2 separate regions of the Sus scrofa genome follow, and region 1 is linked to region 2. The links are chromatin contacts, called in public Hi-C maps. All regions are on one chromosome and are shown on one strand. The core of a region is the stretch at or near the end of the contact, and the rest is flanking DNA. Distances in the headings are between cores, read along the strand shown.

Region 1 (4,740 bases), core at 792-3,291, 200 kb before region 2:
TAGCAAGAATTCCATTATACACACCCTGGCTGCCAAGCCTAGACTGCACCATTGGGCATCATTCCTTTGGGCCAGGCGTTGCTCTCCTTTAGGTACCTCTTCAAACGCCAATCTCCTCTGACAGAGGAAGAGCTAGGCAATGTGTACCACCTTAGTGTTGGTCCTCGGTCCTGGGGCCATCCCTTCTCCCCCTTGGAGTTCCTGAGCAGCCTGGGGGCACTGAATCTTGGGAGGGGGAAGGAGGCTGGGGCAGCATAGAGCCAGCCTGTCCGTCCCTCAAAGAAGTGGGGCCCCCAGCTGGCTCGGCTCCTTCACTGTAAAGCCGCAGCCACAGCTGGGACCATGGCTGGAGGTATGAATAAACACTGCTGGGAAGTCTGGGTCCAGCAGATGGCAACCCTGTGAACTCTGAGTTGACTTTGCCCCCTCTTTCTTTCCCCACCCACACTTCTCAACCTGAAGATGAAAATGCTGCCTTTCCTGTAATTTGTTTTGACACTAACTCAGGGAATAATACTGTGAGCGAGAGATAAACATTGAGGATGGCAGATGGGGAAACAACATTGCCCAGGAAACCTCACCGCAAACTGATAGAGAACCATAACCCTGTCCTGCACCCATTTCTTGCTGTGTGGAGGCTTTCCACAGAGACACGTTAACTTAGATCAGAGTTATGAACTGGAAGACCTCTGCAGGTTCACCCTCAGACCCGGGCAAAAGAGGTCCCCGCTCTGGACTCCTCACATTACAGGGACTCCCCTCTACCTGCTAGACCCCTTCACACGGGGACCAGGGTCCTGAGAACCAAGGGGACATGCCTACCCAGAGCCCTCTGTCCACTTTTATTCATTTATTTATTTATTTTTGTCTTTGGGGGACACCCTCAGCAAATGCAGGTTCCCAGGCTAGGGGTCGAATCGGAGCTGCAACGACCGGCCACAGCCACAGCCACAGCAATGCGGGATCCAAGCCGTGTCTGCGACCTACACCACAGCTCACGGCAACACAGGATCCTTAACCCACTGAGTGAGGCCAGGGATCAAACCCACATCCTCATGGATACTAGTTGGGTTCGTTACCACTGAACCCCAACAGGAACTCTCCTCTGTCCTCTTTAGACCATGCTCCATATACCAGCGCCCTGGAATCCCAGAGTGTCCCTGAGCTGGCTTCCAGGAGCTGTAGCCCTCTTCCCCAATACCTCCTTGCCAGAGTAGATCAAACACTAGTATGCGCACCCCTGGACCTGTGGGTGCGGCCCGAGGACGGCTGCTGTGGGGGAGGAGTATGGCCAGACAGGCTGGTAGGCTGGTATGTCTACCAAGGCTGCTGAGGAGGAGCCGGGGAGGGACTGGAGAAGCGCAGGCTGCAGTCTGGGGGCTGTTTCTCCCCATGCCGCCTTGTATTGATCAAAGTTCTGAAGCCTCTAAGAACTCTAAATTCAAATCCCGCCCTCCAGGCTGTTATGAGGATGTATTTGCCAAGGCAGGAGAAAAGAACCTATTTTAACATATCTACATATTTTATAAGCTTAATGTATAATATGTAAGTATTTAGACATGCAGTATTGGCCTCCGTTTGTACTCTTGTCCCAGGCCCTGCAAATATTAAGGGCAAACCTGCTCCTGCTCCACACACCCATTTTGTTTGGTCTGCAGAGTGTTTTAAAAATCAGAGGATTATTGCAGAAATTCTGATTTGGGCTTTGATGAACGGATGAATGGAAGACATGGTAGTTCTGGGCCTGAATTCCATGGCTGCATGGAATAGAACCCAGGGCCAGCTCGCTGCTTTAAGCAGCACTCACGCTTCCACTTGCCACACTCCCCACCACTCCCAACTGTCCTACAGCCAGTGAGTTTCATGTATTAATAGTACCTGCCTGGGCCTTTGAGGCATTTGAGTGTGGGTCAGTGGTCCACCAGCCTGAGGGAGCTAGCCCTGTCATCGGCAAGAGGCTGGGGGGACAGACCTGGGTGGTAGGAAATCTGCGGTCAAGGTTCTGGAAGTTGAGATCTATTTATAGCTGCCCCTCCAATTTCCTGTGTGGAGATGAAGTCAGCTTTGGCATTCACCCTAGTCAGACTGATCAGAAAGGAGAAGTGGAACTGCCTGGGGTCATTAGAAAGTAAAGAATGAAAGGGGAAGAGAAGTCCTTGCTGAGAGACGGGAGTAGCACACGTGAGCCCCGCATTTCTGGTTCTGGCTCTGAATGTCATTCAGACGATGCCCAGCACTGGTCATGTGCCTTCGGCGGGGGTTTCTGGGGGGAAATCACAGCACTAGAGCAGGGGTGGGGAGGAAAAAAGCTCTGATTGGAAGGAGGCCCGTGAGAGGCCTGGCCCGGGCTGAACTAGCTCTAAAGACAGCTGGGCCTGAAGTGTTGCTTCCAGACTGCAAAAGAAAAACACCTTCCAGTCAATGCAGGCCACATCTGAGGGACCACTGGCTTGGCTTTGCCGGTTAACACAGGGGTGGGAAGGAACAACAGAGTGTGAGCTACCAGAAGTCAGACCCTGAAGGGAAATGATGAGAGACCCTCCTTGCCTTAGCCCCTCACCATGCACCCCAGTCTTTGCTGGGTCTGTGCACTGGAAGAGGAGTCCCATGTACCAAGTTGTATTGGGAGACCAAAGGTTAAAATGCAGGACTCATTGGAAGCAATGCTGATACCCCGGGAAGGCCCTCTGGGCTGACTCTAACAAGCTCTGAGCCTTCTCACATTCTGGGCATCCATGGGCATCAGCTTCAGGGGTGAGGGAAGGGGTGAGGGGCCCCCCCAGTGGTGGTGTGCCTTCAGAGGCCCTTGGCTTGGACTCCTTCCCTCTGTGGGCCACAAGGGGGTCAGGTGTCCATGTGCCAGCCTTTCCAGGCCTCTGAAGAGTTAAGTAATGACACTAGCCTCGCACTGGCACAGTCCAGGGGAGGCCCAGAGCCAGAAACTTGACTCAAGCCAGCCAGAGCTGTGGGCAGGCAGGCTGGAGACCAGCCTGCCTCTCTCTTTCCCCTGTGCTCATAGCCTCCCAAGATGACCACTTACAGGGGGGCAGCAGGTGGTAGCAGCCCCTCTGAAGGACCAAGGGATGAGACGGGGAGACCAGAGGGGCTGCATCTGACACCTTCCATGGCAATCCCTGTGGCTTTTGGCTCAGCAGGGGCTGTGCATGTGGGCAGGCCCTGCTGGGGCTCTTGGACAGTGACGTGATGTGGTTCAGGCCAGAGGGCATGGCCTGGGGACCTCAGAAGAGCAGGGGGACTGGAGCACACTGATTTCAGCTCTGCCAAAATTGGTGGATGGGAAGTCCTGAAGACAACCCTGTGTTACTTGAGCCACCGCTGCCCTCAAACCATGCTCAAAACAGCAGCCTGCAGAGCCTCATGGACACAGGCAGAGGTGTGCGTGCTTTACCACAGCATCCCAGGGGAGGTGGAGTCTTCAGCTGGGCAGGGAGTGCCCATGTCCCCAAACCATGTTGTCCCAGGAGAGCCTGAGGAAAGCACCCCTTTACATGTGGGGGGGTTCCTGGCGTTGCTAGAATTCCTGGCGCAGAGCCAACAGCACACAGCATCACCCAGTGCAGGCCGCCTGGACCCGTGGGAGCAAGTGCAGTCCCGGCAGAGGAGGGTGTCAATCCAAGGACCATCCTACCCCACCAGCCTGGCCCTGGTCCTTCTGCCGTCTAGAGAATGAGCCTAGAAAGGTCTAGGCTGACCATCTAGAAAGCATGAGGCAGCGAGGAATGGAAAGTTCAAGGTCACAGTGAGATGATTTAGGGAGGAGAATCAAGAAGCTACCTAGAAGGAGGATTGACGATTCTTTGTGAAAACCCAGCTTGCCAAGTAGCTTCACAGACCGCAGGAAAGAAGCAATGGCCGTAAAGCCTCCCAAGCGTTAAAGGCTCCTGAGGCCAAGAAAACAAACAGAACAAACAACAGCAACAACACAACAACCCCAGCTCCACAGAATGAAGGTTTCAAGCCCTTGCCAGAATGGCTTCTTTTCAGACTTTTATAGAGAAAAATAACCCCGCCCTCCTTTCCCCCTGGACGGGGCCTCCCACCCCACCAAGGTCCAGCCCAGGCCTCCCAGCAGGCAACACACTGCCCTGCGGCCACACATGCTTCCAGGTGCCACGTCCTGTGTTCAATCCTGGTCCAAGGCGTCGGGCTTCGGGTCTCCAGGCGGGGAGAGGACGCTGAGGGACAAGGGCCGCCGCCGGGCCACAGTCTGTGTGCCCCTCCTGAGGCCTGGGAGCAGCTGGGGTGGGGGCTCTGCCAGCCCTGCCTCTCGGGGAGCTCAGGGTTGGAAGCGCGGGGAGCTGACGTGCGGCTGGTGGAAGGCATGGGCGCTGTACACCACCTCGGGGGGCGAGGGCGCGCCGGCGGCCAGCACGGAACACAGGGGCTCGTGGCTGCTCAGCACCGATGTGAAGTACTTCATCTCCTCTGTGAGCTGCTTGATCTCCTTCCGCAGCGCCGCGTTCTGTTTCTCCAGGTCTTCACTCTCCTGCGAGGGGCGAACGATCGGCATTGCAAGTTAATGTCACGCGACAGGGTGCAGCGGAGGCGGGGTGGGGGGGGGAGCAGTCCGCATCAGATTTTTTCTGCACATGCGAGTGTGCGTATCTGTTTGTGTCGTATGTGCAGATGGCCTCTGTATAAGCACACGTATATTTGTGTATGTATGTGCGTTGCTATCAGCTCTATGACATTGCTGATTTTTTTTTTCTCTGACGTATA
Region 2 (4,922 bases), core at 744-3,243:
CTATTTCTTTGAAAGGGGCCGGGTTTGTGATCAGAATCTATTGTCAAGGAGAAAAAGTTCCTTCTCCCACTCAAATGCCAGGCAGGGGGTGGTGCCAAATGGTCACAGGACCCTCATTTTCTGCAACAGTGGTTGCTTTGTGTGAAGGGGGCAAGATGCCAGGGCAACTGCTGGGGAAACTGCCCGCCGCCCAGCATCACAGGGCCCAGAGCATTTGGGGAATTTCAGACGGGGACGGGTGGAAGAAAAAGAACTTCGCCAAGTGATCCCCGCCATCTCCTGGGAGTCCTTGTCAAGGAAATAGCAGAGAGAGACACTCTTCGTTCCTGTCTCACAGATGCCAAAGGCAGCCCTGACGACATCAGAGCAGAGCCCTCCAGAGGGGACACTGTTTAAAACAAAGCGTCCTCTAGAATGAGTTACCAGAGTAGCCAAGCTTCCCAGAGAGAGGGGCTAATTCCTTTAGACGTTGAACTTTGGTAATTCTGTTTTAATGGAGACCTTTTCAAAGCGTCTTACTCACTTCCCCACCTTATTAAACAGAGCTGGCAGAACCTAAATTAAACTTTTCTGGGTGGCTGCAGGTCATCATGGTGAACAGCAGTTATGCCAAGTGCTTTGACACAGAAGTGCATTCAGCGTTTGGGACATTTGTTGAATGGATGGTGATCTCAGCCACGGCCCTGAAATTCGCTTTCCTGAAAGAATCCCTGACATCAGCTTGTTTTTCCTTCAGAAAAGTGTATTGCATGTTCCCTCTTCTTCACAAAGGCAAAATAGAGCTCTGGCTCCAGAAGCTGTGTGACCTTGGCCAAGTGATGTCATCTCTTCGTGGCTCAGATTCTTTATCTGTAAAATCAGGAATAATGTTATGAAATCAAATAACGCACGTTTAGAACATGCACAGGATGCATGAGAACAATGCTTAGTAGAATAGTCCCCAGCACATAATAAGAACTCAGTGTGTTAATTACTATCTGTAATAAAGACAAGTCCCCGGGAGTTCCCATTGTGGCTCAGCAGTTAACGAGCCCGACTAGCATCCATGAGGTTGTGGGTTCAATCCCCGGCCTCACTCAGTGGGTTAACAATCCAGTGTTGCCATGAGCTGTGGTGTAGGTTGCAGATGCGGCTCAGATCCCTGGTGGCTGTGCCGTAGGCTGGCGGCTACATCTCCTATTGGAGCCCAAGCCTGGGAACCTTCATATGTTGTGGGTGCAGCCCTGAAAAGGAAAAAAAAAAAGGCAAGTCCCCAGACCTGATTCCATCAACCTCCTTTTGCTGTGTGTTCACTGGTATCACTGTCTGGGAAGCCACACTGCTAATGTCCTCATTCCCTAGGCCTCATGTGGCCACCAGCCCATTGTGCAGGTTCTAATCAATGCAGCTCACCTCCAGCCTGCACCTTGTCTAGTGAAAAACGGCAGAAAGAGATTTCCCTGGGTGAGGGTCCTGGTGAGGGACCAGGAGCCTTTGGAAATCCATCCAGAGGACGCTCTCTGCAAAGGTGTGCTCAGGGTGGCGCCAGCTGTTGGACTCGTGGGAAAGGAATGTGGTCCCCGGGCTCCTGGGGCACTTCCACCGGGTTTGGAAGACCTCACTGAGATGGATCTAGAAAGCTCCAGGAGGCACAGGCCCAGGGCTTCATCAGAAACTGGAGGCAGGAGGGGTCCCGGACCCCTTGAGGCAGCCAGGGTCCCGGCTGGCACAACCCCTATAGCCCCTTTCCCCAAAGCCCTCGAGGAAGGCACACTCTGACTTCCAAGTCGCCTCTCTAGCGGTGACATCACCCGCAATGTTTCCTGCTGGGAGGAAGTTAAGACCTCGCCGGCCACAGCCGCGCCCGGAGCCACCCCCTGTCCCCGCGCTGGGGGCTGCGGAGACCATCTCCAAGGATTTACCGAAACCCCAGGTCGCCTTACGTCTCGGGTCACCCATCTCACATTCTGCCCGGCTTAGAAGGGGCGCTCGTGGTCAAAGCCGGGGAGGCCTCTCTCCACCCGCTGGGGGGCGCTGGGGCGCTTCCTTCCGCACCTCCCTCAGGCCCTCGAGCCCCGCGCCCACCCGAGATTGCGGAGACTGCCGCCTCGTGGCCCCGCTCCCACGGGAGGATCAAGCCGCTCCTTTCTGCGGCTTCCCTTCTCCTGCTTTGGCGGGCGCCCACCTGCTGGCAGCACCTCCTCGGCTCCGCCAAGGCCCTGATGGAGGTGCCCGCGCCTGCGCAGGTGGAGCCCTTCCCCTCCTCTGCCAAAGACACAAAACCCTCTCTCCTTGTAGGTACACACATACCCGCCCAGAACTTCCCTCCACTGACAGTGTAACTCGGAGTAACTGAAGGGACGAGCAAGAGACGGGGCAGGTTTAGGGGAACCTCTCTCCTGGAAGCCTGGAGGGGCACAGACACACCCTGGCACCCTGTGGGTGGACCACAGCAGTTTCGTTTTGCCCTCCCCTGCCTCTTTTTCTTTCTCAATATCAGCCCCTCTCTCCTCCCACCCGCTTCTCTCTCTGTTTCCTGCTCCATCCCTTCTCCCAATTTCTCTCCTTTGGATGGATGCTTCCTGCCAGCCAAGGACACAAGTAGGGCTGAGGGGGTTCCCTGGGCCCCTCAGATCTTCTCCTGGCCCCACGGGGGTGGGGGGATGGCTGCTGATCGCTGAACTAGCCTCCCACTCACAACCCTGCACTTCCCCAAATTCACTCTGCTCCTTCCCCCACCACCCTGGTTTGTCCAGTGTGGTCTGGTTGAAGGAATCAGATCTACACCAATTCTGAACATCCAGAATTGCTGCCCAATACTTGCTGCACAGACAAAGGATTTTCTGGCTGTACCAAACACTTCCCCAGAGTTTTTTAAATGCCACCTTATGACGTAGCATTCATTTTGTTGGGTGTGATAATGAGATTGCCATTATATTTTTTAGGTCCTTATGAGAGACATATTCTTGTAAGTATTTCCAGGTATTGAAATGATGTGATGGTAGGCAAGTAACAGGATGGGAGCATGGCCTTGGGCTGATGTTTCCTGGAATTAGGCTATGGGTGCCTGGGGGCCCATTGTAGGCTCCTGTGGTTCTACATCATAGAAAGTGTAAAATAATACCCTGGTAATTAAAAGAGAGAGAAATGAAGAGAGTTTGACCAAACCACATTGTTGTAATATTTATAATGAAGTGAGCTAAAGAAGACATTTGCAAGGTGACATACACCGTCTCTATTAGGGACCCTCCTGGGTGGTCCCCATCTTCTTCATAGTCTGCGTGGGAATTGAGAGCAGTGCCTGCAGGGTACTTGTGCTAGACGGACAAATCCGCTGCTGGAAGGGAAGGAAGCTGCTGAGAGGAACCCTGCTCAGCATGGGTGAGCCCTTCTGCTTTCTAAAATATGACTATGATTTCAGGCAATTCTCCCCCCGAAAAAGCTTATAGGCAAAGAGTATCTGTTATATATGCGAAAGCAATATACAGTTAAGTATGTATAATTTTCATAAGTCATTTTGACTTCCTTTAGAATGCCTTTCATTATGCTGTCTTTTTCTTGTTCTCTAGAATGCACTATCAATTTCTTCTCATAGTCATGACTGTCCTTCTCAAATCATCTCTAGTATCTCTATATTCTGTGAATTCAGGTGAAGTATCTTGGTTTCTATTTGTGTAAATCTTTTTCTTTTTTCTTTTTTCTTTTTTTTTTTTTTTTTTTTTTTGTCTCTTTTGCCTTCTCTAGGGCCGCTCCCACGGCACATGGAGGTTCCCAGGCTAAGGGTCCAATCGGAGCTATAGCCACCAGCCTACACCGGAGCCACAGCAACGCAGGATCCGAGCCGTGTCTGCAACCTACACCACAGCTCACGGCAACGCCAGATCCTTAACCCACTGAGCAAAGCCAGGAATTGAACCCGCAACCTCACGGTTCCTACTCGGATTCGTTAACCACTGAGCCACAATGGGAACTCCAATTTATGTAAATCTTTGAAAAATGTACATTCCTGCCATGATGCAGTGGGTTAAGAATCCGACTGCAGCGGCTTGGTTGACTGTGGTGTGGGGTTAGACCCTGGCAGTGGGTTAAAATATCTGGTGTTACCACAGCTGCAGCACAGGGTGCAGCTGCAGCTCGGATTCAATCCCTGACCCAGGGACTTCCACATGCTGTGGGTGCAGCCAATAAATAAATAAATAAAAGCCATTAGCTATTTTTAAAAAAAGAGAGAGAAAATAAGTGAACAAACAAAGATTGGCAGAATGTTAATAATTACTAAAACGAGGCGATGAATACATGTGGGTTCACTGTACCACTTTCTCTACTTCTTTGTATTTTGAAAACTTCCATGATAAAAAAAAAAAAAAGTTTAAAAAATTTTAGGAGTTCTGGAGTTCCCGTCGTGGCTCAGTGGAAATTAATCTGACTAGTATCCATGAGGACACAGGTTTGATCCCTGGCCTTGATCAGTGGGTTAAGGATCCTGTGTTGCCACGAGCTGTGGTATATATAGGTCACAGACACGGCTCCAATCCAGCATTGCCGTGGCTGTGGTGTAGGCCGGCAGCTGTAGCTCCAATTCAACCTCTAGCCTGGGACCCTCCATGTGCTATGGGTGTGGCCCTAAAAAGACCAAAAAAAAAAAAAAAAATTTAGGAGTTCCCCCGTGGCCTAGAGGTTAAGGATCCAGTATTGTCACTGCTGTGGCACAGTTTCAGTCCCTGGCCTGGGAACTTCTGCATGCCTCAGGCACAGCCAGAAAATAAATTAAATAAATAAAATCAAAATTTTAAAAATAAATAAAAACAATTTTTGAAAATACCACCTTATCCTGAATGCTTCAACTGTGTAAGGCCACTCTCCCTCCTATTTAGGGTGCACTGCTGAGCTGTGGATGGACAGATGTTTCCCCGAGGTCTCCAGTGCAGCTCCTCCCTCTTCTC

The links. Hi-C and Micro-C count contacts between places; a contact is called where the count stands out from the background.
Region 1: a contact with region 2 is called in a Hi-C map of mesenteric adipose tissue, with 3 times the contacts expected there. The contact joins two enhancer-like sites. A contact is called at or near these places in 10 of 47 Hi-C or Micro-C datasets (adipocytes, alveolar macrophages, embryonic fibroblasts and 7 more) and 2 of 2 datasets of contacts at active chromatin or transcription factors (alveolar macrophages and skeletal muscle).

What each region holds. Positions count from the first base shown.
Region 1 is chr7:98,691,457-98,696,196 of Sscrofa11.1, reverse strand. It overlaps BATF (basic leucine zipper ATF-like transcription factor), which reads right to left. Exons shown (of 3, transcript NM_001244571.1): 3 at 3,967-4,507. The coding sequence ends at 4,298. Among named protein-coding and RNA genes, the nearest start is that of BATF, 24 kb to the right of the region's middle. Within about 2 kb of position 2,041, at least 34 of the 83 cell types and tissues checked have an H3K27ac peak or open chromatin away from gene starts, as enhancers often do. A contact at or near this core is called in alveolar macrophages, liver, mesenteric adipose tissue and 1 more, where this site is marked.
Region 2 is chr7:98,492,887-98,497,808 of Sscrofa11.1, reverse strand. No RefSeq gene overlaps it. Among named protein-coding and RNA genes, the nearest start is that of FOS, 46 kb to the right of the region's middle. Within about 2 kb of position 1,993, at least 34 of the 83 cell types and tissues checked have an H3K27ac peak or open chromatin away from gene starts, as enhancers often do. A contact at or near this core is called in alveolar macrophages, liver, mesenteric adipose tissue and 1 more, where this site is marked.